Regions from separate parts of the Sus scrofa genome. Here all the other regions are linked to region 4. The links are chromatin contacts, called in public HiChIP or PLAC-seq and promoter capture Hi-C maps. All regions are on one chromosome and are shown on one strand. The core of a region is the stretch at or near the end of the contact, and the rest is flanking DNA. Distances in the headings are between cores, read along the strand shown.

Region 1 (3,288 bases), core at 469-2,968, 400 kb after region 4:
GCTGGAGGTCATACCGAAAAGAGGGGGGTGAAGCCTGGATTCCAATGGAACTAATTTTGCTTCAGATAATATATGAGGAAGAAAAATTAATTATATTTCGGAGAAGAAAACACTATTTTAACTTAATGGAGAACAAACTTGCCATGTATATTGAGATATATTAAATGAACATATCTTTAAATTTAGAGAAAACATTTTAGTTTGAATAACAAGAGCAGTGAAGGGAAATTATCCTGATCGCTGTAATTGACTGCTGAAATAGGATTAGGACTCGGCCTGAGGGAATCTATACCCAGAGTGGCTAGGAGGTCTCCAGAGTACCTAGGTTTGAGTTAAAAACGAATTAGCTGGGATACCTTCCTGGGCCTCAGTTATCTAAATGGGTACCATAACGAGAATCAGAGAGCCAGGAAAAGCCACTTCCAAGTACCTGGTGAATAAAATAAAGTAAAAATCAACTACAAAATTGGATTAAATAATCTGCTAAAGACAAAAAGGGTGCACGACGAGAAAATATGCAATTTAAGTGCCTGACCTAAAAAAACGCACAAAGACAAAAAAAAGGCCCTGACATCTTAGAAAGCAGGGAAAGTGACAGATCCAATGTAAACCTCAGCTGAAAGTGAATGGCACATGGTCAACCTTCACTCACAGCATTTAAAACCTAGATGAAAATTCCGAGAACCAAACCAGTTCCTACAGTTTCATACCGTTCCTAATACTAAATTCCCCAACCAAAGCAAAAGTGTACATTACCAAAAAGTGGCGAAACTTACCCGCAGACACCCAGCCGTCCTCGGGGATGGCACCAGGGGCTCGCCGCGCGCCGGAAGTCGGCCGAGGGGGATCCGGCGGTCACGCCCCCGCCCCGCCCCCGGCGGGCTTCGCTTCCCCATTGGCCCGCGCGGCCAGTGGTCCCTGCCTCGAGGTAATCGAGAGTGGTCCCCTCCCGCTCTCGGGCGCGGCCTGATCCCGCTCCAGAGCCGGGCTACCAAGCCCCAGCACGTTTACAGGGTAACCCTGTAGTGTCGGGTGCCACGTATCGTCTCTGTTCCGCCCAGTGCCTCCTGAGCTCTGAGGAGGGGGGCGCCGTGATGCTAAAGCCATGCTCAGTTAATTGTGTGTTGCTCACGAGTCAGCTACCTTGGAAAAGTCTCGTGACACGCCTGGCTCCTGACGAGCCCGGGTTTGAATGCAGGTCGCTCACGACCTCTGCCCTAATGCTAAAATTTAAAAAGATGAGGCCCATTATAGGATACCACAGAAGAGAGATGGGGGTAAAAACGTGTTCTTCATATGGAGGCAGACGCTGATTAATGGTCTCCCGGAATGGCTCGTCTTGCCGAAACTCGGTGCCATCCAGGAATGTTGGAAGCCCCGGTCAAAACACCATATTGCCCCCCTTGCACTCTTTCCTTAGGGAATTTAACACTGGGCGTTTAGTGACTAAAATAAGCCTCTTAAGCCCCCAAACACTATTGGACCCTGAGAACTTTAGCTGACAGAGTCGCCTCCACAGAGACTTCTCCTGTAATGGCGCCTGCGTCAGTCACTAACATGGCGGACATAGCCGTGCGCGGCGCAAACGTCAGCAGCTCTACCCCAGACGCTCAGAAACAGCAGAGGAGAGAGTGGCCGTGGCCACTGATTGGTTTAGGGGCGGAGCGTGCCAGTCCGGGCGCTCCCGCAGAAACCAATCAGGACGCCGAGAGACGGAATTGGCCGCTGCGCCTCCTCCCGAGGCATGCTGGGAGCCTGGAGGACTAGCGAGGAGGAGTTGAGAGAACGGAGCGGACGCCATGGCGACCAACATCGAGCAGATTTTTAGGTCTTTCGTGGTCAGTAAATTCCGGGAAATTCAACAGGAACTTTCAAGGTAAACGCTTCCCAGACTCTTTTGCTCCCAAGGGACCTATGGGGCCCCACGTAGCCTTCCATGGCACCTTTCTTCGGAGACGCTGTCGTTGCTCGTCTCAGGCCCCGCTACAGCCCCGCCTGGGCCTGGGATCCATTTTCCGCCCCCCCCCCCATCCGCTCCCTCCCTTCCCAGCGAGTAACTTGGGCCTTTGCGAGGTAATCCCAGGCTCCTTCTCCTAGAACCGAGTTAAGATGCTCACTCTTCTCTCCCGTTTGGTCATTTCCTACTGTTTAGCTAGTGCAGGCCTAGTTGTCCACCAGGGACGGGCCTAGTTCCTTCCTCAGCTCCTCCTCCGCCGCCGCCGCGCCTCCCCTCCCCCTCTCCGCCTCCGCGGATTTCGCCGGCCGGTGTCTTTGACCGGAAAGGGTCTCTAACGGCCGTTTCTTGGGTAATCTTAAATCCGCTTTATTTTTGCAAGCTTCAGACCATTTGGGGGTCGGGATCCTTTAATTAGATTATTTGTGTCCTAGAGTCCTGTGGTTTCCACCAGGCATCATTCTAATATTCTAATAGGTTAGAAATTTGAATTAAAATAGCTCAAATTAATGTTAGTTACTTTGACAGAGGGTTCGGGGTGACGAAGAAAGAGGATTTTGAATTACTAGTAATTTTTTAATTTAGCAAGCGCAAAGTGGACTTTGTGAGTAGGTCTAAATTTTTTTGCTACCCCTGCCCTAGTTGACCTATTTGACCAACAAGCTCCTTTTGTCATTGCTACGTAGTTTACCCTTGGTTCTACAAAATTTGAACAAGATTTCTGAAGAAAGAGTTGTTTACACAGGAAAATCGCCTGGGTTCTGTTATTCAGTGGTTGTATTTATGCTTTGTGTAACATACATATTTGTTCCGAGTTCATATGTATTTATAGTTGATTTTAAAGTTAAGAGCAAGAGCCAGACGTAAGTGGATTTTAGAATCAGTCGAAGACGAAATTGTAAATAGCGCTCAGTTAACAGGGTTATTGGGGCACTGATACGTTGTAGTGCTAGAATATTTTTTTTTTTTTTTTGCGGGATATATTGTTGTTTAAGTGGGACATATATCCGCTCATTTAATTGCTTTTAAATATTTTATTAATGTGGTTATTTTTAGGATGATAAACGATTTGAACTAAGGTGATACGATTTTTTAATAGTTGGATGCAATAAGTAGTTATGGTGGCTAATTGTCCTGTCCTGTTTCTATACCTTTTAAAAGTCAGTTTTGTATTAGTTTTGTTGTAGTAAAGGAGAGAAAATTTAAAGAACACGTATTATTGATCTTTATGTTTTTCAAGTGTACCGAATATCGTGTTTTGTGAAATGTGATCATCTTTTTTTTTTTTTTTGGCCTATATATTGTGAACCAGTTTGTCTTTTATCACAGTCTCA
Region 2 (3,041 bases), core at 292-2,791, 350 kb after region 4:
GAGAAAGCACCTTCCTATAAGCTTCTTCGATCCTTATAAATGTTGCAGAATCAGCAGTACTAGAGCCACCATCTGGATGGTATTGCTTGGCAAGTTTACGAAAAGATTCCCTGACATCATCTGCAGAGCATCCTTCATCCAGATTCAGCAGCCTATAATATTCGCTCATCTTCTTTTTGGATTTATAAGTTGACATCATTCTAGTTCTAAGCACACCAAGATATGGACCCATGTTCATTTGATGAGGAATCATTGAAACGTTTATCAGATGAGATCTTAGGATTCGAGCCATCACTACATACACTGTGTTCATTATTGTGCCCAGATTTCTTCCTAGCAATGATCTATAAAACGACAACAAATATTGGGTGAAGAAAGTTGTATTATCAGCTAAATCCATATTTTCAGCAATAAGGATGAATTACGAGTACAATACTTCTTTCTAATGCTGCTGCCAAAATTCTTACAGCTTTATTTCATTTGTTCAGCAGAGAAATGGAAGTTAATGATGTCTTGCGTCAACATATTGTGATGGAATCTAGATTCTACTCTGTACTAACCACAGAATTTTAGAGCTGGCAAGTTCTCAGAGATCTAATCCAATCTTCTCATTTTATGAGAAAATGCAGGCCCAGAAGGTTAAGCAACACAACCAAATCACACAGCAAGGTGTAAGCAAAATAGTTAGGGTTAGGGCACAACAAGCCTCTTGCATATTTGTCCTCAGCAAATTATAAACGTCAGTAGCACCACTATTTCTTTAGTGAGTGCATCATTGTCTTTATTATCCCAAGGAGTCTTCTCATGAGAAGACTTACATGAAACAATTAGAACAAGTGACTGATTCTGTACCTACTCTTGACACTAAATTGCACAGAATCAAGGGTCCAAAAGACTTTAAGCTCTACAGCGTCTTAGGAAGGAATAGTCTGCTGCAAGCCTGAAAGCCGAGATGAAAGGTGAACTCTCTCAGTATACTGTTACCTGTTTTTGTTTTGTTTTGTTTGTTTTTTAAACGCACAGCATAGTAGAAGAGAAAATCTTCTATATAGAAAATGGCAATGAAATGCTAGAAGTGACTTAAAAATAGGATTTTGATGTATAAACGCTAAAATTCAGCTCCTGGGGACTCCAATTTTCTATAAAAATTGGGGTCAACGGCTTTCAGACTTGACTGGGATGGGTGGCCGTCGCGGAAGAGAAGTCAATCTCGACACAGTACACGCCGGGTCCCGCCCTCTACTCACCTTCTCAGACCCTGGGAAGGGGCTCTGCGGCTCCCGCCCCCATGCTGAGCATCTGCGCATGCGTGCGAGGGCGGCCCTCCACTCCCCAGCTGTCTCCGCCGCTGGACTAGACCATCTGCCTTTTTACGCTGAGGGAACCCTCAGGGGTGCGGAGGGCAATGTGATACCGAATAGAGACAGATGTCCTACCTTACCAGGGGACCCCAGAATCTCTTTTAAAACAAACTCTTCCCAAAAGGACACAAGCAGGACAATTTCGGGACGCTCCGCCCCGCCCCGGGCAGTCGACTCCGCCCTCCCCACCCCTAGCGGGAGGTGGGTCGGTCGAGTGGATTCTGGGAAATGTAGTTCTCCAGGAGGACCCCGCCGCGCGCCTGCGCCTTCCGGGAGGGAGGCGGGGCGGTGAAAACGTCTACACCGCCGGAGGGGAGATGAATAGGATTTACCATAGCGTTTGGTCAGTGTCGAATGCGACCCTTGAAGTGCTAATGGTTCGGAGGGCGCCGGTCCTAGGTAACTTGTTTTGAAGAGGGGATGACAAGTCCTTTTCCCCCCGAATAGGACCTGAACAGCTTTTTCAGGTTTGCAGCCAAGGACACCAGCTCAGAGACGAGGAAATACTACCTGGCCCAGAAAGTCTAGGTTAGCTCGGTTGGTTAGAACGTGGTGGTAATAGATAACCCAGGTTAGAAACCTAGTCTTTCGTTAGTTCAGGAACTTAGTGAGCAGGTAGGTCATTTAGCCAGGCATTGATAGAGAGAGGGTGAGGACGGTCGAAGACAAAGTTAAATAAAGTGTTTTCTCGCTTTAAGTTCAGTCACTGTTATGGGGATTTACTATTTCCCCCTTCTGCACAGGGTAAGTTTTTAAAATAGGAAAAAGCAAGAAGAAGAAAAGGCGGGTCAGACCTGAGCTGAGAACTGCTTTTCTCTGTGTCCGTTTATCTGTAAAGTGAGGGTACCAGCAAATGGTGAACGTATTTAGCACTCAGTTTTTGCCAGGCACTGTGCTAAATGCCTATTTATGTAATCTTTTAAAATTCTTGCAACAGCCCAATGAGGTAAATGCTATTGTTTTCCTCATTTTACTTATGATGAAATAATAATTGTGTAGCACTCACTGAGTTTTTGTGAGATTTACACACTGTATGTAAACCACTTTGCATAGCGCCTGGCACATTAAATAATATTTTGTACTATGACTACGTTTCTTAAAAGAAGGCAGAAGTAGGGAGTTCCTGTTGTGGCATAGCGAAAACGAATCCAGCTAGTATCCTTGAGGATGTGGGTTCGATCCCTAGCCTCACGTAGTGGGTGCAGTGGGTTAAGGATCCGGCGTTGCCGTGAGCCGTGGTGTAGGTTGCAGACACAGCTCGGATCTGGCGTTACTGTGGCTCTGGGGTAGGCCAGCAGCTGTAGCTCCAATTCAACCCCTAGCCTGGGAACCTCCATATGCCTCGGGTTCGGCCCTAAAGAGCAAAAAAAAAAAAAAAAAAAAAAAGTAACTGCACGTACTATGCCCCTTTATCCCAAAGTACTCAGTATTTGTTTCCTCAAAACAAGGACATTCTCTTCATCATAGCACTGATAGCAAATTCACGACATTTAACTTAAAGACAGTATTATTTAATGTACAGGTTTTTTGTTTATTTTTTTGTTTTGTTTTTTAGGGCTGCACCTGCAGCATGCGGAAGTTCCCAGGCTAGGGGTCAAATCGGAGCTGTAGCTGCCAGCCTCTGCCACAGCCACAGCAACCCGGGATTCAAGTCGCATTTGCTATCTACACCACAGCTCA
Region 3 (3,202 bases), core at 645-3,144, 440 kb before region 4:
TGGCGTAGAGGAATCGAATCCGACTAGGAATCATGTTGTTCGGTCAGTGGGTTAAGGATCTGGTGTTGCCATGAGCTGTGGTGTAGGTAGCAGATGTGGTTCGGATCCTGCGTTGCTGTGGTGTAGGCTGGCAGCTGTAGCTCTGATTAGACCCCTAGCTTGGGAACCTCCATATGCCGGAGGTTCGTCCATAAAAAGCAAAAAAAAAAAAAAAAAAAAAAAAAGAAATTCATCACAGCAAAAATGTCAAGCAAGCCATTTTATGGGTTGATGTGTTGTGCTACAAATTGCAACCATATTTTTTTTCTTTTTTAGAAAGATTTACTTTTAGGAGCAGCAGAGGAACCCAAGAAAGCAAAAATGTGTACCAAAACCTGCATCTCCCCCCACCTCCAAAAAAAACCTGCAGCAGGGGAAGAAAAGAAAATAAGATCTGGTTAAAAGGAAATAAAAGCATGACCTGCTAGGTGAAAAACAATGAGAAGGTTATCAGAGTCTTCCTTAAAAAAATGGGTTGAATCTGAATTATTTCAAATCAAAACAGACCATCATCAGCTGGGCTGTACGAGATGACTTACAGAGCACGGCTACAGCCCCAGACTCGAACATGAGACATTCTTCCTTATGCCTAGTTTCCACTATGAGGCTGAAAGGTGGGGGATCCAATTTGTGATAGATCCGAAATCCTTTGCTGAACGCCATTCTCCTTTCTTCAGAGGCAGCCCTGTGAAAACCAAGCAAAAGCAAAGCAAATGAAGCTAATGTTTCTTTCTGCAGCAAGGACTGCAAGGCATCCAGAAGTCCCTCCCTGCCAGGTTTTGATGGGGGGTGGGGTGGAAAAAAAAGGGAGCTCGGGGAGAGAATGGTTTATTCCAAAAGATAAGTCGTCACTTAATTTTACAGAAAAGCAAGACGAAACGGCACCAATTCTCAGCGCAAGGCAAGTCGGGGTTTTATCACTCCAAGCCCATGAACGGCTTGGTTAAGAGGAGTTTCCCCTTTAGTTTATGTTTACCAAAAGGAAAAAAATTGAGCGTATTTCGCTCGGAATTGTTTATCAGCTTCCTGCTTCAGGATTTGTCACTACGTTAAAAGGGAAACGGTTCGGAAACTTCAGGCCGAAAGGGGGAAAACGAGACGTAGGTGGGAAGGTTACCAAGGCGGATTCAAAGCTCCTTAGGGGGCGAGAAATGGGAAAGGATTACCCGACTGAACAAGCTCTCCCGGGGGCGGCGGTGAAGGGCAAGGAAAGCGACACAGGTTACCGCCGCCTCCCGCCCAGCCCCAGGGCACCGCGGGCTGACCGGTCCGCAGGCGGCAGCCGGTAAATATGAATGGCCACCCGGGAAGAGTCACGACTCGGGACACGGACCCGACCGGGGCTCCTCGGGGGTCCCGGGCAATCGACCGTCAGGAAAGCGGCTCCTTCCCAGGGGGACGGAAACGACGAGCAGTCCGTTCCCTCCATTATACGCCAGAAAAGATGACCCGGCGCCCATACTAATCGGTGCCTTTCCTGCGGGCAGGCTGACAGCCGCTGTCACCTCAGCCCCCCGCCCGACGCGGCGCCCTCACAACCAGTGGGCTCCCAACCACCCTGCCAGCCCTCCCATACCCGGCAGCCGGCGGTCGCCTCTCACCGCTCCCGCCCAGGCTGCGGAGGCGGAGATTGCTCCAGGAAGCGCCGGCCCGCGAGCCCCGCAGCCGGTGGGTCCGGCCGCAGCCGCTCCCCGCCCTCCGCCAGCCGGCTCACCTCTTCCTCCGGCTCCTCCTCCTCCGTCTTCCGCAGCCGCAGCCACAGTCGCCGGAAGCGTCACTTCCGTTCCAGCAGGTCCATCTCTTCCGCATTGCGCCGGGGCCCGGGGCGGAAGGCCCGCCCCTCGCAGGAAAGGGGCGGGGGCGTCCGGGGGCCACGCCCACTCGGGGGCCGCCCGGCGGGCCAGGTAGTGGTGGGTGGCCACCGCCTCCAAGGGCACCAACCTTCGCCGCGGGCGGCGTGTACCCCAGGCTGCGGCTGCAGGTCCCACCGCTGGTGATGCGACGGGGAGAGGGAAGATGCGTCCTTCTTGACCCCCTTGCGTGGGCTTTTCAGAGCTTACCAGCCCTCCCTGTAGGCTCCAAGGAGGGACTCTGGGGAAAAGCTTTGGGAGCTGGATATTGATACGTGCCCAAGATGGGTGTCCCGACCACCCCCTGCGGCCCCCATCGGCGTAGACTCGGGGGAGGCCTCGGGACAGTCAGCGCAGCAGGCTAAGAGGGCAAAGCCTGAAGAGCTGTCCATGGTGTCTCCCTGCGAACAGCGCCGGGTTCTTATTCTGAGCGTCTCGGTAGGAAGCAGGAAGAAAAACTAATTCCGTTTTGGAACAACCTTGCTCGTTGCCTTTTCATTTGCTGTGTTCTGGAGCTCTCAAGAGTACTATAAAAAAGAGTCCTCAACTGTATGTACAGTGGAGAGAATAGGAAATCGCTAGCTAGGATCTCAATACTCAAACATGGCTGGCTGGACTGAGGCCAAGGCAGCTATGGTTGTCACTGAATAGCGAATATTTTGCTAACAGTGTAATTTCATAACTAAAGAATCTTCCCCTTTCCTCCTATCTTCATTTTTCAACAAATCATGCATCGTGGCTTATATCGTTTTTTTCTACGGACTTCTTATTCCGTTTCCACTTAATAAATCTAAAAATGATCAAAACCAACAGGGCAAAAAGGAATTGAAAAACCCGAAGAACTCAGCCCCCTGGGAAACTGTTTCCACTTGCCTTTGCTTTTTCTTTATGTCTTCCCCTTCTTGCTTTACCAACAGCAAAAGCAGAATTTAAATTTAGTATATTGCACAAGATCATTTCCCCCTCTGGGCCCTGTCACATGGCTTCACATTTCACTTTAGAGAAGCTAGAACCCACTCTGGTTTCGGGATACTAAAGTAGCTGTCATTCATTAAAAATGAAGCCACGACTTTTCTAGAAGGTGATGGCAGACACTTAGCTTTAGTTCTGAGAAGTGGAGAGGATTTCTCTTATTCAGTACTACTCCTTAGAAAAACTGTTTTGCTCAACTGGTGGTTACTGACAGCAGCCTCGGAATTAATGAAGTTACTCTACTGGTCTATGGTTACTTCTGCCCCTCACGTGCCCCCTTCAGAAGAATCCATTCCAATTGAAGATGACATTGGACAGAGAAAACAAAATGGGAGTGGGCG
Region 4 (3,136 bases), core at 265-2,764:
TGTGGCCGTAGAAAAGGCAAAAAAGACACAAAATAAATACATAAATAAATAAATAAAAAGAAAGAAAGAAAAATTGCATAGCAGACTCTTAAATAAATACCATTATTATTTTTTTTTTTTTTTTTGCACCCAGCAAATATTTATCAAGAAACCACTTAATCCCAGCACAGTGCTGAGGGCTCTCACAAAATTCTTTCTACTGAATTTCCACCACAGTCCTTAAGAGGCAAGCATGAAAATGCCCATGCTTCCACACAAGGAAATTGAGACTCAGAGAGGTGTGGAAATGACATGACAGCTTTGGCTCCAGTCTTGAGTATGAGATACTCGCATACTTCCTGCGTTAGGAGGGGCCACAATCAACCAAGAATGTAACAGCAACTGCCCCTTTTCCAGGCTTATCTCTCTGCACAACCTCGTTCTGCCAAATGCAATCGGCAGTTGCGAGCAAAGGCAGTTCGAGAACGCCATTTCTTTCTTTGAAGTGTGATCAGAAAACAGCCCTATCTTTGCCAACCAGCTTCAACTGCAGTACCCTGAGCTGCATGGATGGGGTTCATGGGTTAGAGGGGATATGGTGTTTTGTCACTAAGTCTCACAGTTTGCAAAAGATGGCTCATCTGAGAAAGAGAGTAAAGAGTATTTAAGATTATCCCTTTGAAAATATCCCATCACCCCCTAAATTTCCTAGGCTTTCTTGGGTGGGAAAGGGGCAGAGCAACTCCAAGCCCAGAAGGATGCTTTGTAGCTGGAAATACCACATTCCCCTGCATCACTCAGGAGAGACATGGGGGCCCCGCTGCACAATGCCCCTCACCGCATATCTCACGCTTTCCTGTATTCGTACAGGCTTGCGTGACACAAGCTGACAAAAATCAGGTTTTCCAGTCTGTCTCCCAGATTATACTTTACAGAATACTGGCACATAAATATGCAGTCACCAAGTATTTGCTGGTGTATTAGGGGGAAAACTGTAATCTACATGCAGAAAACAGACATGAGATAAGCTGGAGTGATTGGACCTATGTGAGATGGTAGCGAAGTTATTTTCAGACAGCGCCCAGGGAAGGAGCCTGGCTCAGAAAGGGACGGGAAAAATGCTCACAAACTTTGGTTTATGGCTTATGGGAAAAAGACCCAGATGGAACAAGATGGCAGAGTTGCACTGACCCTTTGAGGAAGGAGAAGTTAAGATGTGGCATCTAAACCACAAGGCAGACACCAGAAAAAAAAAAAAAAATTGCGTAAGCAAGGAAATTCTCAGTTTGGAGCATCTTCTTATACTCAGAGGAAATGTTATTCAAAGTTGCAGCTAGTGAGAAATTGAGGAACAGATGCTTGATAGTTGGTGTGCAGTTTTTGCCTGTAGTCGTAATTGGCAGGGGCAGTTCCACGGCGTTTCAGAGGCCGAGGTGGAAAAGGAGGAAATAGAAGGGGCTGGGGACTGACGGTCACAGCATAGAGGCAGCCACCAAGGATGAACTGGAGCAAAAAAGCAGAACTGTCTACAAGGCACGTATCCCTGAAAGAGTATTATGCAGAGAAGCCCCAACAGCAGCGGCTGTGGCTGAGCGAATCCTGCTTGGAAGCTGGTAAGCCCCTCTCAAGCCCCAATGGTAATGATGGTAGGTGAGCAATCCGTTATCTTTTGTCAGCATCATCCATGCTAGCCTCCTCGTCGCCTTCTTCCCACATCCTAACCCAAGGAGCCAGGCTTTCTTCGTACAGTTTCTATTCTGCAGGAGGTTAAGCCAACAGAGAATCAAAACTAGGAGTTCCCGACAAGGAACGAATCCGACAAGGAACCAGGAGGTTGCGGGTTTGATCCCTGGCCTCGCTCAGTGGGTTAAGGATCCGGCGTTGCTGTGAGCTGTGGTGTAGGTCACAGACGAGGCTCAGATCTGGCATTGCTGTGGCTCTGGCGTAGGCTGGCAGCAATAGCTCTGATTCGACCCCTAGCCTGGGAATCTCCATATGTTGCAGATGCGGCCCTAAAAGGACAAAAGAGAAAAAAAAGCTAGTTATCACTATGTATAAAATAATAAGCTAGGACCGAGAGTGTGAACAGTTGTTTCTGCAGCATCTGGAGCGTGGTCCTCCGGGCATTGTTTTCTGCTTTATTTTGTCCTTGGTGGCCTTTGGAGGGGCTGAAGTAGCTCCGGAGAGGTGGGACGGCAGAGATGAAGAGTGTACACCACTTTTGCGGGTTACAGATGGTGTGCAGAGAAGTGGGCGCTAAATGCGTGCTACCATAGACCCCGATTCAGGCTGGGCGAGAAGTGTTCCCATAGGGAAGTCCCCATGTTTTTGGAAACAGATTCATTCATACAACCATGCATTTAGTTGCACACCTACTATGTGCTATGCGCTGGGCACAGAGTAATGACAGCATCCCATCAAGTTCTTGGGCGATTCTGATGGGATGCCTGCAAATGAGGGACTTGGTTGGATCCAGAGGACGTGAGCTTTTATGCAGGGGGATAAGCCATATCTCCCTAAGGGGCAAGGTCAATGGACCTGGACAGAGAGTGGTTTTAACTCTCAGTAATGGAGAGACCGGTACCTGTAGGTCAATAGGTACAAATGAGGACAGCTGAAATCTACATGGAGCAGCTGAAAACTGGCAAAGAGGTTTAAGCTCCTCACCATTCATTGGGCATTCAATTCCCTGAATGCACCAGACTTTGGGACACACCAGCCCACAAGGCCCCTCTGTGTGAGTCTGGGAAAGGCACGGTGTGGGCACCTATCTTCCTGGGAACTGGGTGAAACCTGCTGTCCCACAGCTGGACTTGAGAACCCACATACCGCCTCCCAGCCTGCTCTGCTGGGGCCTTCTGCCTTAGACATTTACCCAAGTTCTTCCATCTTCCTGCAAGGCTTCCCCACACCCCCACCCCTTCCCACCTCCCCTTCCAAACCCCACCTTAGAGATGACCGTCACAGAGTTCCCGTGTGGTTCATCAGATTAAGAACCTGACTAGAATCCATGAGGATGCAGGTTCGATCTCTGGCCTCTCTCAGTGGGTTAAGGATCCGGCGCTGTCGTGAGCTCTGGTGTCAGTCACAGACTCGGTTCAGATCCAGTGCTGCTCTGGTTGTGATGTAGGCTGGTAGCTGTGGTTCCACTTTGACC
Region 5 (3,063 bases), core at 10-2,509, 480 kb after region 4:
TGGATTCCATACCTGTAAGACAGGTATAATTATAGCAGGTACCTCAAAGGGTGACTGGAAGGCTTAAACAACACATGCAAAACACTCAATACAATACCTGGCATGAAATAAGTGTTCAATAAATGGCGGCTATTTTTGCTCTTATTTCTGTAAATTGAGCAGAGAAATTGTCAAGTAGCTCCAAAGCCCATCTCACAGAGCAGTAAGGGGTTCTACCAGGTGCAACCTGAGCTTTATTAGCACCTATTAATTTCTGCAGTGGGTTATTATATCATCTAGATCTGTGCTGTCCAGTAAGAGAAGCTACTAGTGGTTAAGGAGCCCTTGAACTGTGCATTGTCAGAATTGTGGTGTGCTGTTAGTGTAAGATGCCCATCAGACTTCAAAGACTTAATACGAAAAAAAGAGAGACTGTATCACGTCTCCATTTTAAAATATTTGATTATGTGTCGAAATGATAATGTATTAGATATACGGGGTTAAATGAAACACTAAAGTTAATTTCATGTTTTTCTTTTCTTTTCTTTCTTTTTTTTTTTTAATGTGGCTCCCATTAAATTTGTACTCAGCAGAGCTGATGCAGAACGTTGCTGCTCATACAACGTGGACTAGAAGCACCTGCGAGCGTGTCAGAAATGCAGATTCTCAGGACCCGCCCAGACCTTTAAGACTGAGGTGATTCTCACGCATTGCTCCCAAATACTCTCTTTAGCTTCAATGTGATGGGCAAATCTGGCCCTACAGTTATATAAATGCGAATACACTCGCTTTAAGTAATTGCTCCCCCCCCAAAAAAATATCCCAAACACAAAAAACGTAAAGGAGGAGAAAGCGGTGATCGAGAAGTAAGGCAGCAAGAAAAAGACACTCAAAGTGTAAGAACAAAAAGATGCAAGAGGGGGAAAAATCCAACCTGGGAGATTCTGTAGAAAAGACCTTTCAGACTTCTGCCTCCATAAATGTGGAGGGAGCGGCAAACAGATAAAATCTACCACCGAAACCTGAAAGGACCAGGAAATCCTCAGTCAAATTAAGTCTTAACCGCCCCTCAGCGGCCTCAGCTAAGCTAGGCCGGGGCCCAGGAGGGTCTGCGGTTGGTGCGCGACGTGAACCACCATCCGCCCCAGGGCTGGACAGTTCCACGGGCCTTCTCGGATCTTTCGCCCAAAGCCCGGTTTCCCAAGACACACAACCCGTTTCTCCGCGCTCACCTGCTTCCAAGACGCCCCAACGGCCTGCACCTCCACCACCGCCACCTTCAAGGCCTTCTGCGGAGAGCCCGCCCCCTATGGGCCAGGAGATGCTCCCATTGGTCAGGCCGCTCGTCACTCTAGGAGACTCTCCGACTCTCGGAAGCTGTAGAGAACGCCATAGCAACCAAACTTGAAACTACATCTCCCGGCATGCTCTGAGGAGAGGCATCAGGGGCTGCCAATAAATGCGTAAAGTCCTAGTTGCCGAAGGGTTCAGTTTTATGCAAATTTCAGTTGAAGACCACACCCTTCCTCATTCCAACCGTATCTCCATCACCTTCCTTGGACTACGTCCCGCCTCCCTTTTGCGACCACATTGTTCTCTCCTTTAAACCTTCCGTTAGTTGAATGCATGCTAACTAGTGTCTTTCCTCCCACGGCAAGGACAAACACACTGAAATTATGGAACAAAATCTCCACGACCACTTGAAGAAAATCCCAGACCAGAAACCTCTAGTTACGCCTTCTGGAAGGGGGGCGGGGAGGAGGAGAGTCTTGCACACGTCCTCTTTGAGCTTGCTCATTGGATTACTAGGCTGTTACTCTGCCCTCTTCCATTTTTATTGGCTCCCTCTCATTGCGTTCTCCCCTGTGGGCGGGGCTAGAGGTAAGGGGCGGAGAGGAGGTGCGGGCCCTTTCTTTTGATTGGCAGCGCTTTTGTCCCCACCCACCTGTGGGAGGAGATGGAGGGGTGGATGGGAGCGGGGTAGGCAGCCGAGGGAGATGAGGAGATAGGCGGGAGCGAGGGAGCGAGGGAGGGAGCGAAGGAGGTAGAAAAGAGCGGAGAAGAGGGGAGGGAGCGCAGCTTGGTTGCTCCGTAGTACGGCGGCTCGCAAGGGAGAATCCCGAGCGGGGCTCCGGGACGCACGGAGAGGCGGGCGGGCGGGCGGGGATGGTGTGCAGGGCTGCGGCTCCTGCGTCCCTTCTCGCGGCGAGTGAGCTGCACTGATTTGTCTGTGGGGCGGCAGCGCGGACCCGCCTGGAAATGAGGTGAGGAGCAGGCTGGACCTCGGCGGCCTGGACCCGGGAGGCGGCGGGGGCGGGGGTCGCCGCGGGGGTCGGCGCGATGGCCGCCCGGGGCGCGCGTCCCGCGGGCCAGTGCGCGTCCCTCCGGGCACCCTTCACCCTTTGCCGCGCGCCTTGAAGGCGCGGCGCTCGCCACCCCTGAGCCTCGTCCTTCCCATCCTCCCGGGGGTGGCGGTGGGGCGGCCGGCTGGCGGTCTCTGGGAGGCGGGGGCTCCGCGGCGGATAGAGGGGGTGGCGGCCGCGGGACGCGCTTCGGGTTGAATGGGCATCCACAGCCTTGGCGGGCGGAGCGGGGTTCCTCCTTCCCTCGGGGGACATGAGGCGGTCGGTCCTTCTAGGGCTGACCTCGCTGCCCTCGGCCGCCTGAGCGTGGCGGACCGGCCAAGCCTCGCCTCCCCGCCGGCCTCCTGGGATCCGGAGCTCGCGGGGAGCGGCATCGCGCCTCCCGCTTCTCCCCCCGCGCGGCCTCGAGTCCCCGGCTCATCCCTTTCTCTCTTTCGTGTGCCTGCAAAATCCCTGTCAGTGAAGGGCAGTCAATGCCGTTTGGCCCTGAGTCCTCCTGCCGGGGCCGACTCTGATGGTATTTAACAGAAAGCTGCTCTCCTTCGGTGGGAGCGCGTCCCCGGTGTCTACCGCTTGCCCTTCCCTTCTTTACGCACAGACACGGTTTTATGGTGTGGACCGAAGGCACAATTGCGGGCTCTTGCTTGAACGAGGAAATGTAATCAGAATCCCCAGGAAAAGGAAACCAACGAGGAATGGGTCGCGCCTTCCTTTACTTCTT
Region 6 (3,260 bases), core at 646-3,145, 440 kb after region 4:
ACAGAAGAGTTAGAAAACTACAGGGGTGAAAGGAAAACGCACATTTATGCCTAGTTTAGCACTGGCGCTGTTATAAAGAAAACTACCACACACAAAGCCTTGAGTCCTTTACCATCATTTCAGTCCTGGTGGAGATGATCACTCTCTGTGCAGCCATTTTTCAAGTAAAATGCTTCTGAGAAGTATGGATTGATATTATAAGAATATACACTCTGAGGACATTTAAAAAGTATTACCTGGAGAAATTCACTAATGGCTCGTCTTTCAGAAAACTTTTCTTCCCATAGCAAATCATTTTCTTGATTAGAATCTAAACGCTGAAATTAAAAAGATGGTCCTTTTCAATCATAAATGACGCTGTAGTTTGCTTTAAACACGTAGAGCCTCACCTGGCCTTCAAGTTTCTCAATAAATCCGAGGGCAGGAATTCACATGCACCCAAATCAGTGTATCAGTATTTCACTTCAAATTTGTGTCTGAACTTTACTCTCAAGACGGAAGCGGGGGAAAGGCAGGTAATTTGCACAACTCATAACGCAATAATCAATCATCTCAATTCAAAAGATCCAAAAGGTTTTGGGCTAAGACAAATACCAGTAAATTCTGACTCCATGAATCCTCAGTATTCCTTCAACTGCAGGATCATTTTGAGCACGTGAAAAGGGAAGCCCAGAATCACGCTGGGAAGAGCGTCTCGTAACCTTCCCAGCACACAGCGGCCCTCCCGGAGTTGTTCTAGGATTGTTCCGCGCTCTCTCCCCCGGTCTCTAACCCCCGACGGGACGGTTGCAGCCCAAACTCCCCGGGCCGGGCTCCGGACTGGACCGAGGGAATGGGGTCCTCTCCTCAGGACCCGCGGGCGCCGCACGTCCCGCGGCGGCTGGCGGAGCGCACTTCACGCCCCCCGGACCTGGCAGAGCAGCCGCCTCCCAAGTTTAGGGCTCCCTGGGCGGCGGGCGGCTGGCACTTGGCGCCCATTTCCCTCCTGGAACGCGAGAACTCGCCACCCCTACCTCACAGCCGAGTCGACCCACAAAGTACAAGAGCCCCTCGGCCCCCAGGCACGAAGACACTCACCGGGCCCGGTGCCTCCTGCTGGCTGCGGGGCGGCCCGTCGGGAGGCTCGGAGGCGGCCCGCGGCCGGTTGTCCAGTCGAGCGAAGGGGTTTCTTCGGGCCGCGGCCGGGGCGCCGCCGCCTCTGCTCGCCGCCGCCGGGAAGGGGCGGAGAGGCAGCCCGGCCGCCAGGGCCGCGCGGCGGGTCGTCTGCTCAGGCCGCTCCTTGGGCGGGGGAGCAGCTCCAAGGCTCCGGCCCCTTTTCCGTCGGAGCCGCAAGGTCTCGGGCGGCCTTTTGAAACTGGGCGAGTAGCCGGGAACTGACAGAGCCATGACGCGCGGCGAAGGCCGAGGAAGGGGAACCCGCAGCCCGGTAGGCGCTTCCCGCGCGCGCCAGCCCCGCCCCACTACGCGGCCCCGCCCCCGAGGCTCCTCGCGGCGCGTGCGCCGTCAGGCGCTCACGAGGCCCCGCCCCCGGCTTGCGCCTCCGGGGCTTCGGGTGCTCCAGTGCCCAGCGCTTCCCGGGACGCCGCCTTGGCGCTCCTTCCTGCTCCGAGGATGCAGTCGGGTCGCCGGGTGCTAAGTGGCTGGGAAGCGCGCGGTCCAAGGCACCGGAATAGCCGAGCACTATTTAAATCCGAAGCAGGGTGTGATGAGCCCCGGGCAGGGCGCCAGGATGAAAAGGAAACGTCACACTTGAGCTCGCCTCGATAAGCTTTCGGAAGTGCAGTGTTCAGGTCCAGAGCTGGAAAGAGTGGCCTGGGCCTCCTCCCCCAACCCCCCAAAACGGAGAACCCGGATAGGAAATCAGCACGCTGGCTGTGCAAGCGTAGCCTCCCGGCCCCCTTCCCAAGCATCGCCACTGCAGCCTTCCACGCAAACACTGCAGTAGCCGCAGGCGAGTTATTGTGATGGTCCTGATGGATCCTGAGGAAACCCTGGAGTGAATGAATATTTGAAAAAAAAAATTAAGTTGCTATGGGCTAGATCCTTTCAGGCTTGAAGATATATTCAAATGATTAGGTTAGGACAGCAAAGGCTTGTTAAAGAAGGAAGGTATTGAGAAGAGAGTGTAATACAAAAGTAATGTTATTTTGATACAGCAGGAGATTCCAACAGCTTTATAGATAGTAGCATGGCTTCTGCTTAAAGCAGTTTTCATCATGGAAAGAATTTTAGAAGAGGCAAATATATAGAAACAATAACTAAAAAGCCTTTTAGAATATTCCCTTTAGATGCTAATTTTAGAATTGTCTTGAGTATTTTTTCAAGTACTTCTCAAATACTTCAAATAACCCTGAGCATCTTGTCTCAGCAGGAAATATGCTTAAAAAATGTAAAAACTTGCTTTTATCTTCCTTAACTTTTCCCAATTTCCAAGGCAACTCAGGCTTCAAATACTGGAATAGGCTCATCCAACTGAGGTCTGAGAAAGAACAAAATTAAAATTGAACAACTTGCTTCTTTCTTCGTTGATTTTTCTGAACAACTTCCATGGTAACTTTTGCCTCGTATAGTGGAATAGGTTCATCCAATTGAGGTCTGAGGAAGAATGAAATTATTAGAAATGTCAGGTCTAGTTAAGGATGAGTAGAGTACATAGAATGGTAGTTGACAACTGCTATAGTTCCACTCTATTACTTTAAATAAACTTGTCTATTAATATTTCCATTGTTAAATTTTTAAGTGGTTAAATTTTGAAGGGGGAAAATAGCTATTTAATCCACTCCCTCTTTTTTGATAAACAGATCCAACTAAGAAACAAATAACAAAACAGTACTTTTCCCTCCTGCCAAGTTGTGGGTTATTTCAAGTTGCTTTGGGAGAGGTGATGAAGGCGAGTAAGGGGTGAGGTACAGTATGGAAGGGAGGAAGGAAAACTCACAAACCACTTGTATCTTAGGGAATACTTACTGGTGTATCATAAGATATGCTTTGAGAAATATTAAAGAGCAGCTATTTATCTAAACAAAATAGCAAAATATGGAGGTGACAGGTATACTAAGAAAGCTGAAACAAAAATGGGAATGCCCATTTTAACTGCCGAGGATAAAAAAATTAACTAGAACAATGAAGCTGGTCATTTAGCATACCTAAAAACACCAGTTGATAACTTCTCCATCACATCTTTTAAGATACGTAGCTGGAAAGACTGTTAAGGTGGCAACGCAAAGAAGAGAGGAGTAAATCAAAACCATTTGATAAGC
Region 7 (3,369 bases), core at 140-2,639, 390 kb before region 4:
TCCAAAAAAAAAAAAAAAATCACACAAAAGCCAAAGACAAACTGCCTATTACTAGAAACAAGAAAGCGTTCCTGCATCGAGATGTGAGATTTACAAGTCTTGATTTCGTTTTTTACAACATACACTTAATTGGGTTATATTACACACTCAACAATTTGGCAAGTGAAATGACTTACGGCTCATTTAGGATCAGAAATCTAAATCCACTGCAGCCTGGCCCCTCACACCGCCTCGCTTCATTGTCCAAGCGTCAATTTGAGGAAGCCTGCACGTTTGTAGCCCCATTCACTTTCATGGGTAAACTGAGGCTCGGCGATCGCCAGGGACTAGTTCAAGGTCACTCAGAACCAGTTCTTCAACCAGAGCTTCTGTTCCCAAATCTAGTACTCCTCTTTACACACCCTGCCTTCCTGAGCAAGGATGCCTGACAAGGACCAGGAGACCAAGAGACCTACCTACTGGGTACAGTGACCTGGGTCACTACTGGGTACAGTGCATATACCACTGGGTACACTGACCTGCAGAGGGCTCAGAGAACGTGCCAAGAGCAGTCAGGGGATACGACTCGAGTTCTCCCTAAAACACACCTGCCAGGAAGAGGCAGAGTAGGGAACACGGAATTTTTTCTTGAAAAACTCTAAATGACTAATCTGAGATCCGGCCCCTCGGAGTAGAAAATGTTCGAGACGACGAAAAGGAGGCGGTAGTTAAGAAAAGGTTGGTGGCGGCGCAGGAACGCATCCCCTGCCAAAGCAGAAGGCCGGAGGCGGGGAAAACGTACAGCAGATCCGGCGGGAAAGGGCTCCTTTCTCGGGGGCTGAGGCTGAGCGTCAGGGGAATGCGGAGACCCGCGGTCGGGGCCGGGGAAACGGATGTCGGGGTCTGGGGGCGCTGAAGCGCGGCAGTTACCTTCGTCCTCGTCCTGGAAGCTGAGCAGGCTGGCCCGGGGCACCTCTTTGTTCTCGCGCGGCCTCTTGCGCGGCTTCAGCCCGTTGCCGGGCTCCGCGCCGCCCGGGAAGCAACCCCCGGCCTCGGTTCCGGGGCCAGGAGCCAGCGCGGAGGGTGGCGGCGGCAGCCCCGGGCCCAGCAGTGACTCCCCCCCGGGGGCCCTGTCGCCGGGGCCCGGCTCTTCGCCGGTGCCCGGCGGCGGCAGCAACGGTGGAGGCTCCTGCTCTTCATCACGCTCTCGCTCCTCCTCCTCCGAGTCATTCCGCTTGCGCACGTTCACTCGCCGGGCCTTTCGGAACATGCCTGCGGCCCGCACCGCGGTCGTATGCCCACTCCTACACGGCAGCCCCGGCAGCGCCGAGCTCGCGACAGCGCGCACGCGCGCTCTCCCGAGCTCCAGCCAGGTCCAGTCTTTGCCCCAGCTACCGCGCACCACCGAACCCGCATGCGCTCCGCTCTCACTACGTGGAGAGAACACCGCCCCTCTCGCGAGAACGTCAGCTTTTTGCACTGCCCTCTGTCGGCCTGGAGGACTATTGGCAGGCAACTCTGGGACTCTAGTGCTCTCCGACGGGTCACAAAGAGGATCATAGAGACGAAAAGAAAGAGTAAACCCGGCGTCCCTCAGCCCAAGGTGCTGCAGTGCGTCTTCCGCACTTACGCAGACTAGTCACGCGAGGAAACTCCCGCCAAGCGCTGAGAGAGGCAAATACAAGGGGGAGGGGGCGGGAGGCGGAGCGAGAGGAGGAGCGGGAGGAGGAGCCCGAAGGTGAAGCCTTTGGTGAGGGTGCGTGGAGCCCAGAGGGTGTGCTGAACTGAGGTGTTGTATGGTAATTATTACTAACTCTGTTGAGTAACACTTAGTATTTCTGCAGCTTAATGGCTACAGAGAACTTTCAAAAACAGTGAATTTCATTTATGATCAGATATTACCTGGCCTGATGTTTTTAGCCCCCCTCCCTCTAATACAACGAAAGCAAAAGTGTTTTGGTGTTTTCCAAAGAATGCCAGGTTTGCTAGGAGTTCTGACACATGGCTGATTTCAGAAACGGAAGGAAAAATCGACTTGAGGACTGGGGATGGTTGTGACACATTTCAGCCTTGTGCCACAGAGGTTAACAAACTTAACTGGCAACGGTGGATCCGGGTGTTTGAAGTTGAACTCGCAAGCTTACTCATTGTATTAGCAAACACAGGGCCTTTTCCTTCACTCATGTGTGTAAGTGCGAATTTGTTGTCATGTCTCAAAATTTAAAAGGTAACAAAGGACATTCATATAGTGAAACAAACAAACAAACCATCCATCCCTAGAAGCCCTGAAGGTTGCAGGCAATGTTAAAAGTTTCTCACGATCCTGCAGAGACAGCCTATGAATGTAGAAGCAAAGATGTATATTTTTGTGAATTACCTTTTTCCCACAGTGTGCAAACAGTGCATTTTAGTCTAATTGAAGATCAGTTATATTTGTATGTAAAATGGTGTCTCTTCTTTTACCCAGCTGCATAGTGATCCATTGTTTGAAAGTACCATAATTTATTTAGCCAGTTGCATAAAAAAATTGGTATTAAAGGAGTTCCCTGGTGGCCTAGCAGTTAAGGATCCAGCATGGTCACTGCTGTGGCTGGGGTTCCATCCCTGGCCTGGGAACTTCCACATGCTGTAGGCGTGAGAGGGGTGGGGGAAAGGCATGAAATTTATTTCCAGTCTTGCTATAATTATCAATGCCACAACGAAAAGCTTCAAAAAATGATCACTAGTAGCATGAACTAGATCTCAAGGTATGCAGTTGTAATTTTGCTAATTCTAAGTTGCTGTTTTTAACAGCTGTGCCAATTTGTATTCCTACCCGAGTGCCTATTCACCTACATCATCCTGTCAAAATGTCACTTGAGATTTAAGTTCCAAGTTTGAAGCAAAAGATCCCAAACTCAAGACTTTCTGTGTCATACTCACCTGCCTCTTTTCTCTGGTTTTCCCTGATTGGGTTTGAGATCTGCCCACCCATGACTCACTTTTGGAAACTGGAAGAATGGTCTAGGCCTAGAGTAGCCTCTGTAACATTTTCTCCCAGTTAATAGGCAAAGTTAATAACATCTGGCTTTCATTCTCCTCATATTACTCCAAGTTCTAATATTCTGGCTGTTCAGCATTGATTTAAGTTCTGATTCGAATGGCGTGTTCCATTGGTGAAACCGAACTCCCGTTTCCATTACAAAAGATTTAAATTGTGCCTGGTCAGCCTCTAGACACCACCTTCAGAGCCAAGAGACAGATTTGTAGTAACATGATGAGGACAGGGGTAACAAAGATGAGGTCCAGAGCAGAAATGTGCATATCTTGGCCTAAAACTTCAAAAAGCTCTTCCACTGTAAAAGAGGTGATTGAATTTGGATAGAGAGGCAAAGACTGGTCTTTTAAAGC

The links. Promoter capture Hi-C pulls out the DNA fragments that hold promoters and counts their contacts. HiChIP or PLAC-seq counts read pairs in DNA pulled down with a chosen protein or histone mark.
Region 1: a contact with region 4 is called in a promoter capture Hi-C map of fetal liver, with 3 times the contacts expected there. The contact joins the promoter of SON here to the promoter of IFNAR2 in region 4. A contact is called at or near these places in 1 of 5 promoter capture datasets (fetal liver) and 1 of 2 datasets of contacts at active chromatin or transcription factors (alveolar macrophages).
Region 2: a contact with region 4 is called in a promoter capture Hi-C map of fetal liver, with 2.7 times the contacts expected there. The contact joins the promoter of DNAJC28 here to the promoter of IFNAR2 in region 4. A contact is called at or near these places in 2 of 5 promoter capture datasets (fetal liver and liver) and 1 of 2 datasets of contacts at active chromatin or transcription factors (alveolar macrophages).
Region 3: a contact with region 4 is called in an H3K27ac HiChIP or PLAC-seq map of alveolar macrophages. The contact joins the promoter of SYNJ1 here to the promoter of IFNAR2 in region 4. A contact is called at or near these places in 1 of 5 promoter capture datasets (fetal liver) and 1 of 2 datasets of contacts at active chromatin or transcription factors (alveolar macrophages).
Region 5: a contact with region 4 is called in a promoter capture Hi-C map of fetal liver, with 2.9 times the contacts expected there. The contact joins the promoter of CRYZL1 here to the promoter of IFNAR2 in region 4. A contact is called at or near these places in 1 of 5 promoter capture datasets (fetal liver) and 1 of 2 datasets of contacts at active chromatin or transcription factors (alveolar macrophages).
Region 6: an H3K27ac HiChIP or PLAC-seq map of alveolar macrophages shows a contact between it and region 4. The contact joins the promoter of DONSON here to the promoter of IFNAR2 in region 4. A contact is called at or near these places in 4 of 47 Hi-C or Micro-C datasets (embryonic fibroblasts, omental adipose tissue, retroperitoneal adipose tissue and 1 more) and 1 of 2 datasets of contacts at active chromatin or transcription factors (alveolar macrophages).
Region 7: a contact with region 4 is called in a promoter capture Hi-C map of fetal liver, with 3 times the contacts expected there. The contact joins the promoter of PAXBP1 here to the promoter of IFNAR2 in region 4. A contact is called at or near these places in 2 of 5 promoter capture datasets (fetal liver and liver) and 1 of 2 datasets of contacts at active chromatin or transcription factors (alveolar macrophages).

The regions. Positions count from the first base shown.
Region 1 is chr13:197,160,357-197,163,644 of Sscrofa11.1, forward strand. SON (protein SON) reads left to right here and starts at 1,719. Exons shown (of 12, transcript XM_005657147.3): 1 at 1,719-1,876. The coding sequence starts at 1,800.
Region 2 is chr13:197,113,152-197,116,192 of Sscrofa11.1, forward strand. It overlaps DNAJC28 (dnaJ homolog subfamily C member 28), which reads right to left and starts at 1,542. Exons shown (of 3, transcript XR_002338034.1): 1 at 1,248-1,542; 2 at 1-344.
Region 3 is chr13:196,328,618-196,331,819 of Sscrofa11.1, forward strand. It overlaps SYNJ1 (synaptojanin-1), which reads right to left and starts at 1,895. Exons shown (of 32, transcript XM_013982569.2): 1 at 1,754-1,895; 2 at 579-724. The coding sequence starts at 1,848.
Region 4 is chr13:196,764,573-196,767,708 of Sscrofa11.1, forward strand. IFNAR2 (interferon alpha and beta receptor subunit 2) reads left to right here and starts at 1,515. Exons shown (of 10, transcript NM_001204775.2): 1 at 1,515-1,592. All of the region lies in intron 4 of LOC110256370 (40S ribosomal protein S2-like), which reads right to left.
Region 5 is chr13:197,247,126-197,250,188 of Sscrofa11.1, forward strand. CRYZL1 (crystallin zeta like 1) reads right to left here and starts at 1,260. Exons shown (of 13, transcript NM_001098596.1): 1 at 1,212-1,260.
Region 6 is chr13:197,202,348-197,205,607 of Sscrofa11.1, forward strand. It overlaps DONSON (protein downstream neighbor of Son), which reads right to left and starts at 1,896. Exons shown (of 10, transcript XM_013990191.2): 1 at 1,078-1,896; 2 at 237-317. The coding sequence starts at 1,386. It overlaps CRYZL1 (crystallin zeta like 1), which reads right to left. Exons shown (of 13, transcript NM_001098596.1): 12 at 3,147-3,192; 13 at 2,126-2,595. The coding sequence ends at 2,496.
Region 7 is chr13:196,369,869-196,373,237 of Sscrofa11.1, forward strand. It overlaps PAXBP1 (PAX3- and PAX7-binding protein 1), which reads right to left and starts at 1,390. Exons shown (of 18, transcript XM_003132753.5): 1 at 910-1,390. The coding sequence starts at 1,249. It overlaps LOC106505849 (a long non-coding RNA gene), which reads left to right and starts at 1,527. Exons shown (of 4, transcript XR_001300667.2): 1 at 1,527-1,778.